2 separate regions of the Triticum aestivum genome follow, and region 2 is linked to region 1. The links are chromatin contacts, called in public Hi-C maps. All regions are on one chromosome and are shown on one strand. Each heading gives the region's core, a stretch centred on a gene start, on an enhancer-like site or on the middle of the called end of the contact. The rest is flanking DNA. Distances are from core to core; before and after follow the strand shown.

Region 1 (4,340 bases), core at 397-2,896:
TGCCCAAAAGCAAGAGGGTGCTAGGAAGGATGTTGAGCATGCCTTTGGTGTTCTGCAATCTCGATGGGGCATCGTTCGATATCCTGCTAGAACTTGGAGCACCAAGAAGTTATGGGAGGTGATGACTGTTTGTGTGACCATGCACAATATGATCGTAGAGGATGAGCGCCTGGAACATATCTACGATCAAGGGTTTCAGTTCTAGGGTGACAATGTTGTGCCTGGGCATGGAGGAGGAGCGGCAACGTTTGCACAGTTCACCCAATTTCATCATTAAATGCGTGATTGGAAAACTCACATTCAGCCGCAAGATGATTTGGTAAAGTATATGTGGGCTCATGTTGGCAACCAATAGATGTATATTTTTTTAATGTATTTGAGACAATTTAATTTTTATCCAGCTTGTAAATTATGATATGTTTATTTGGGTTGTGGAACTATACTATATTTGCTCGCTTGTGAAACTATGCAAACCGTGTATATATTTGTTATAAAAAACAGCGATAAGCCGGTCACGCGAGCAAATATGGATCGGTGTGTTGAGCGCACTGCCGATCCAAATAAAAAACAGGGCGGACGCCGAGCGGGCGGCCGACCCAAGCGGATAAAACCGGACAAAGCGCGTGTCCGTTTGAGTAGGCGTGTTGAAGTTGCTCTAAGATGATTTTCCAGATTTTTTTTTGAAAGGAGGCAAAAGATTTGCCTCATATATTAATTAAGAGAGAAGAAAGAGTTTGAGGGATTACAACACCGCCTTACAAAGGGACTACTCTCCCGGCATGATTGAACTCAACTTTTTAGCACCGGCGGCGACCCAAAGTGCCGCCTCCTCTTTGATGAGGGCTAGAATTATTTTCCAGATTTAAAAAGTCTAAGGTTCGTAGTGCTAAAACGTTGCAGATGCCCATGCAAACATTGCTCTACGATCACTGTCGACGTACGTGCACGTTTGGATGGTAATTGCCATCATAAGAGAAAAAATCATGTTTGGATGGCACGTGTGAGTCTGCGACCCAGCTACGTCCCACCTGCCGTCGCAAAAATCCGGTTTTCACTATCTGTTTAAACAGCATAGTATTTTCTGCACGTAGACCACGAGTTGGCTGCATATATAGACGATCTTATAAACAATCAAAGAGGGCCCCAAGCTCCTTGCTTCTACAGTACATGGTTATTCAGATTTCTTCGTCACAAACAAGAGTCTGGAGAAAGCAAGCCGCCCATGCAGCTGCGGTAGCTCGACCAGGTCATGTGCTATACCCAATTGTGATGTTGGGGTTAGGTGCCTAGCAACGTCCCAGTTCCGGGACGTTGAAAAGCCAGCCCGGTTCACCGTCCGGGTAGAAGATCCGCGCGGGAGGGAAAGCGAGGGCCGGTGGGAGAAGAGAAAAAAGCGTTCGCTCTCGCGCGCAGTTCGCACGAAAGTAGCGTGGCAGGCGGAAGTGGATTGGATTAGCAGGGAAAGCGATGCGCGGGGGGGGGGGGGGGGGGGGGGGTTGTTGGACTCGGAAGTTGGAAGCGCGGTAGGTGAACGGGGTTTTTGCCTGGTAGGTTTTCCTTGGAATTTTGACTCCGTGGACAGACAACAACAACTACGGCGGACACTGCAATCAGCGACCGGAAGCGAAAAGGAGCTTCCACGACCGAGTAGTAGACTAGTAGTAGTAGTAGTGTGCATCAGCGTCACGGCTCCCGTGAGAGCGAGATTGCTTGCGCGTCATCAGAAACACCTCGGCTTTTCTTGCGGGGTAGCCGGCTGTCACTCTCGGGGCGCTTCGGCTAGTTGCTTGTTTTCAAACAAGGCGCAAATGGAAGTTGTTATGGTACGTCGCCTGCTTGACTCGGTACATCTACTCCCTGCGTGTTGCAGCAGACTGTGATGGGTAGTGAACTCGCAGTGGGCATCTTGACTTAGATGACATTTTATCATTAATGCCGGCCATGCTGACCTCATTCCAGGTTAAGTATCTCGGCCAGCAGATTTCTGTTTGGGAGACGAGGAGGGGTTGACTTTTAACCACAGGAAGAGCTCCAAAGGTTTTTTTTTTCTCGGCGAGGATATCTACCTCTTTTCTTTTTTAGAAATGGCGAGGATATCTACCTAACGTTGGATCCCAGGACCCCTTGGATCAAACGAAACGTTCCGGGTGGGGCGCCCGGGGAGCTCCTATACGCTGCTCGTTACGGCAAACAGTCGGGAAAATCCTATTGGCCGCCCATTGTGGCAAACTGCCGGCGCTTCACACAAGGCGAGCGACCAAGCGATGCTTTTGGGCCGGCCCACTTACGTACATTTACGTACATAGCTTACGAACTGCCCACTCCCCGTTTTGTGAACCTTCTAGAAGGTTTCATGAACCAGTTTTTCTTTCCTTTTATTGGTTTTCCACTTTTCTGTTTCTTTTTTCCCGTTTTCTGTTTCGTTTTTTGTTTCCTTTTCTTTTTCAAGTTTATTTTTCTTTTTCAGAACATGTTCACAGTTCTACAAAATGTCTCTGATTTTCTTTTTTATTTCTTTTTCTTTTCTTCTCTTTTTTCAAAAAAGAAATGAAAATTTTAAATTTTGTTCATATTTCCAAAAAATGTTCTCAACATTCCAAAATTGTTCTCATTACACCAAAAAAGTTCAAAACTTTCGAAATTTAGAAAATGTACCAGATTTTTTTTCATATATTCAAAAAATGTTTGCGCTTCCAAATTTGTTCGGGATTTTGCAAAATTGTTCTGCGTTTCAAAATTTGTTCTCAAGATTCAAAAAATGTCTGTGCCTTAAAAAATTGTTCGCACTTTCAAATTTGTTTAGGATTTTTCAAAATTGTTCCCCATTTCTAAATTTGTTCTCAAGATTCAAAAAATGTTCGTGCTTTAAAAAATAGTTCGCGCTTCCAAATTTGTTCTCAAGATTCAAAAATCATTCATGCTTTAAAAAATTGTTCACATATTTCAAAAATGTTCATGTTTTCAAAAAATATTTGGGAAATTCAAAATGTTTGGGGTTTTCAATTCTGTTCCATTTTTGAAAAAAATGTTCGCAAATTTGAAAAATGTTCTGGTATTTTTCCTCAAAAAGAATTTGTGCCCGAAATTTTGAAATGTATTTTGGATCAGCGCTGGCGTTTTGTTCTTAAGATCTTGCGCGGCATAACCACCAGTGGTTGTTCATAGCTCAAGTGGTATTGTCGCTTTGCCTTTTGTACGAGATCCTATGTTCGATCCGCGGCTAGCGCGCTTTTTAGTTTAGCTATAGTACTTGATTGGCCGGCCCAGCTGTAGATACCCCTGTGCGTCCGGGCTACAGACTGCCGCAGAGAGCGGCACATAGGATCTCCCAAACAGTCGGTCTACCGCACAGGAGTGCCCCGACTGGGCCGGCCCATGTATAGCACAAAAAAATCACTAAAGAAGTATTAGTGCAGCGGGTGGGGATCTAACTCGTGCTATCCAGGTCACTACGCGTGATGCTAGCCACCACACCAAATGGGGAGCAATGCTACACCCACAAACACTTACGTTGAGTTTTACGTAAATTAACAATTGCCAGATTGTGATTGGGAGCAGGGGGAGAAGCGGCCCACACCCCGAGAAATCAGGGGGGCGAGAGAATGTGGAGAAGGAAATTTACGTCAGCCTTAGTAGGTCGGTTCGTAGGTCTAGTATTATTCCCAAATGGGTGCTCATGACAGGTGACTGCGTGCATTTCTTTTAAAAGTTAATATACTGTGATATTACCGGCAGGATAATATTTACTGTAGTGTACGGATTTTTCAATTGTTTGAACATATTTTTAGAAATCATGAATATTTTTTTGTAAAAATTCAGATTTTTTTTAAACCGGGCAAAAGCTTTGCCATGTATATTAATTAAGAGGGAAAAGAGTTTGATCGTGCTGTGTTACAACACACCCTTACAACAAGAGTTGTTACTGTCGTGACATAATTAAACCCAATTGCTTCGCGCCTGCAGACACCCATAACAACGCCTCCACCTTAATATTTTGAATAAGGATTGGAGGAGGAGTGCTCTTGTGTCGGAAAACCCGTGCATTTCTTTCATTCCAAATTATCCAAGAGATGAGCATGGTTAGAGAGGACATGGCCTTGCGGTTGGGGACGGTCTCGTCGGATAAACCTATCCACCATGCCTTGGTGGATTGCAGCAAGTGCCATGCGGAAGTATCAATGTGGTCTATCTGGAGCCAAACTTTTATCGTGTCCCAAATCCTTAGCGTGAAGCGACACTTGTAGAAGAGGTGGTCCACCGATTCTTGAACTTGTTTGCATAGTGGGCATAGTCCACAGTTTGGCCAACCGTGCTTATCCAACCTGCCCGCAGTCAAAATC
Region 2 (4,128 bases), core at 237-2,736, 250 kb before region 1:
TCAGGGCCTGTTTTCCTGTTACCACAGCATGGCAAAACACAAAGGTAAGAGAGATGCTTACACAAGATTCTTGTCTTGAAGAAGATCCTTACTCAGTTATTCCATGGCAAAACACAAGATTCCTCGGTACAAGACGACACGAGAAATTGGCTGACTATTCTGCCGCAAGTGCCATTCAGAGCATTCGTCGCTCCCGAAACTGACTAGTTAATTTCTTTTTTTTTTGGCGAGGACTAGTTAATTTCAACAAGTACTGTACCTTCTCAAAAATAAAAAAAACAAGTACTGTACTCGTGTCTAGTGCTGTGTATTTCTGCAAGTGCAAATACAGAGCAGGCACGTGCAAATAGACGAACCCTGAGCCATAAAGTGGTAGTCCGTATCAGTTACTCCCTCCGTAAACAAATATAAGAGATCTAAACGCTTATATATTTTTTTATAGAGGGAATATTGGCGTATATGGATGCTGTCAACTGGACTTGGTGCAAAACACTGGAGTATCTATTTTACAGGTGTCAAAATTCACATGGATGAGGAGAACCCAAAATGTGGAAACTCATAATTTCAAGTGATTGTGAATTACCAAAACAGGAATAAAATGTTTTATTTGCTACAAATAACTTCGTAAATCATCGTCACCTAAAGCTGCATAATTTTGGCTTGAAAAACTGTAGTCCAAAGAAGTATGTATTATTGCAAACAGTTGGTGCAATTTTTAGACCAGACGCCACACATAGTAGTAATATGGAAACAAGGATATGTCAACGAAGAAACATCAAAACGTGACAAAGATCTTATAAATACACGTGCTCTACTCATTTACACGCGCAGCTGGACAACTTGCACCATATCTGAGTCCTACCGAGGAGCAAGAACATGCACCGTACACACAACAAACACGCAGGCAAAAAGCATCGGCTACCAGACGCGGGTCCTCCGAACCGAAGTGGTGCATAAAGCGTAACGGCTAAAGCGCAGCGCGTTCATCATGCGGTTGCTGCTCAGTTGGTGGGCTGAAAAGCAGGAACCACTGTCGAGATCAATCTTTCAGAGCTCTACGCATCAGATTCTTGGGCTTACCCTTCAAAACCTCATCGCATATCGGCATATGGTCGATGCGATTGCATGCATGCCGCACAACATGGAAGAAAAGGAACAGATTCCGCCGAAGAGAACACCGGGAGCAGAGGATGCGGGGAGGAATGGTAGATCCGGAGGGTCGATTCGGACGGCCGATCGTACGTACCTGAGGGTGTATGTGTAGGGGGAGAGGTGGCCGGTGGCGTCCCTGGCGGCCCACCCGGTGACCGTCGTCTCGGAGGCGTCGACGCTGCCCATTCTCGTGCCGCAACCGGAGGAGACGCGGGTGAGGGATGGGTGGATTTGGGAGGGAACGGAGCAGACTTGCACTTGCTTGCCCGGATGCTCGATAGTGGTACGGGATGGGTGGACGGGTTGAGGAGCTATATAGGGAGAGCAAGCCGTGACGGCGTGCCAAACACGGCCGCCGATGGCGAGAGTTGGTGGGGTGGGTTGCCCCTTGCCAGGAAGGATACCGCGGAACGATCTTCTGTGGCTATAGTTGCCTCTCTCTTTTTCTTTTTTTTTGCTTCTTTTATTTAAACAGTTTTGTCAGAACTCATCTAGATGAGATTTAATTTAGTCTCATTCATCTTTTATAGCCATTGGATGTGATGCTATAAGATACTTGTGTGCTGACGTGAGTTGTATCCGTTCTTGTTTTTCAAGTGAATGAGACCAAATTACGTCTCATCTAGATGAGTTCTAGTTACTCCCTTATTTAAATGCCTACCACGCTTGCCGTTCGATAGTTTACAGATGCCAACCACAGTTGACGCAGCACAGAGCTTAATTCCGTGCTTGTTTGATTCGCAGGACCTTTTTTCTCTAAAATTAAAGAAGATTCACATGATTCCAGAAACAAATAAATGTGCAATACTAGTGTGAAACAAGGAAGACCTTATTGTGCAAATATTTAGTACTAGTATAAAAAATGTTTTTATATTATGAGACGAAGAGAGTAGTATATTTGTGTGTGTTTTTATCTTATTCTCTACCATCTCTACTCTAGAAATCTCTCATATCCTAAAGAACGTAATTTTCTATTTTCCACCACCTTATTCATCCATCCTGAAGTACATTCATCGCAAACCAAGCTTGGATGGTTAGGAGGGTAGTGTTATCCCCAGTCAACGAGGGTTCAAGTCCTGGTACTTGCATTATTTCTAAATTTATTTTACAATTTCCGACAATGTGTGTTCAGAGGGAGGAGACGTGACTTCGTTGATCTGAAGACGATATGCCGACTTAGTCTCATGGAGGTGCTCAAAGGGGTACGGTCTGCATGTGTGTTCATATAGATGAGTGTATGTGAGTATATATAAGCGCCTGCGTCTGTATTGTGTTTTAAAAAAAGTAAGTTCATCTTTTTCTATTTGTTTTTTTAAGCCCCATCTATATATATTATTTTTCATCGATTTTACATGAAAAACCACGGCCTTAACTGCCCTATCTTTTAGTGATTTACAAAATAAAATTATATTTTCTGTGATAAGCCAATAAATGCTTGCCAAATAAAATTTCAGATTTTATTTAGGCAAGTAAATCACGGGCAGGTATTATATTTAGTAAACAACTATTTACACCGTAATATTAAAATAGGCAGGTAAAATTATGAGCTATCTCTCCTACTTTGTAACGAACATAACATTCTATCGTGGTTTTTCATGTCCTGGTATCAGTTGGGCGTAGTTGGGGATACAGTGCCACATGACCCCACCACTCAGGAGGTCATGCACGGGCCCCACCCGAGGGGATTAATGGGAATCATGCACATGAGGTTGCTTGTGGGGCTGACGGGTTGCATGCCCCTGCTGTGCGTGGGCTGGAACTCGAAACGGTGTGGGACTTAGCTGTGCTTCCTCAAGACGAGCTGCTCCCACCCGCGCTGTTCGGGAGGGCAACACCACCATTGTGGAGCAGTGCACGAAGACGTCCGTGGACAATGAGGCTGTAGGGGGAGGGATTACGGCTCAAGAATCTATAGCCTTTGACAGGCTCAAGGCCTTCTGCAACAACCTCATGAAGAAACTGGCACCCCTGCTCCTCCGCGAGGTGCAAACCTCCTCTCTCCGCCCCGAGGCAGAGCCTTTCACCCCCAAGTGGACGACCAGGGCTACAAAGAGAAGTGTCAACGCCAGCCCTGCCAAGCCAAAGCCGGCGGATAATGTCTTGCTATGTGCTCTCGGTCTAGTTCCAGACGACTTGGTGTTAGACTGTATAGCTCCTGTATATGTGTACGTATATGAATACGTACGATGTAACGTTGTACCCCCTTGTTATATATATATGAGATAGGCCACTCCTAGAGGGTTGAGCCGGTTCCCTAAACCTATTGTCTTACATGGTATCAGACTAGGTCTACGCTTCCGCTACACCCCAAGCCGCCGCCGCCCCACGTCGCGCCGTCGCCATCTTCGATCGCGCCGCCGCCGCCATGTCGGGATCCGCCGCCTCGGGCTCCTCCACGGCCAGCTACCTGCCGGCCTCCCTGGCGGCCCTCCTCTCCCGGCCCCTCGACTCCGCCGCGGCTGCTTCACTCCCGATCGGGACGAGGAGCGTCGGCTCCTTCTTCTCCTCGTCGCCGGGAACCACGCTGGTGGTCCGCACTTCCAGCGCCACGACGGACGACTCCCTGGCCGCCTTCGCCAGCGCCAACGCTGCTGCCCCGATGGAGGCCTCTGATTCGGCCCTGATGGCCGGTCTCGCCGCGTCGGGCGCGGCTCCTGCGCCCTCGATCTCCGCGGCTGTGCCTGTCGCCACTGCCCCTATGGCGCCTTTGCCTCCGGCAGTCTCCACGGGTTCTCTACCGCCGCCGCCGTTTCACTTCGGAAACCTTATCACCATCAAGTTGTCGGCGGACAACTACATCTTCTGGCGTGCGCAGGTCCTCCCGCTTCTTGGGAGTCATTACCTGCTTGGCTACGTCGACGGTTCTCTCCCCTGTCCTCCTGCGCTTATCGACAGCGTGCACGGCCCGGTCTACAATCCGTCGCACCGTGTTTGGATGGGGCAGGACCAAGCGAACCTCTCCTCCATCCAGGGGTC

Evidence for each region. A called contact is a pair of places that touch in the nucleus more often than the background predicts.
Region 2: a contact with region 1 is called in a Hi-C map of leaf, with 9 times the contacts expected there. The contact joins the promoter of LOC123136821 here to the enhancer-like site in region 1. A contact is called at or near these places in 2 of 5 Hi-C or Micro-C datasets (both in leaf) and 1 of 1 datasets of contacts at active chromatin or transcription factors (leaf).

What each region holds. Positions count from the first base shown.
Region 1 is chr6B:251,714,082-251,718,421 of IWGSC CS RefSeq v2.1, reverse strand. No RefSeq gene overlaps it. Among protein-coding and RNA genes, the nearest start is that of LOC123136820, 130 kb to the right of the region's middle. Within about 2 kb of position 1,646, at least 1 of the 8 cell types and tissues checked has an H3K27ac peak or open chromatin away from gene starts, as enhancers often do. A contact at or near this core is called in leaf, where this site is marked.
Region 2 is chr6B:251,962,859-251,966,986 of IWGSC CS RefSeq v2.1, reverse strand. LOC123136821 (probable cinnamyl alcohol dehydrogenase) reads right to left here and starts at 1,486. Exons shown (of 4, transcript XM_044556326.1): 1 at 1,247-1,486; 2 at 1-15. The coding sequence starts at 1,338.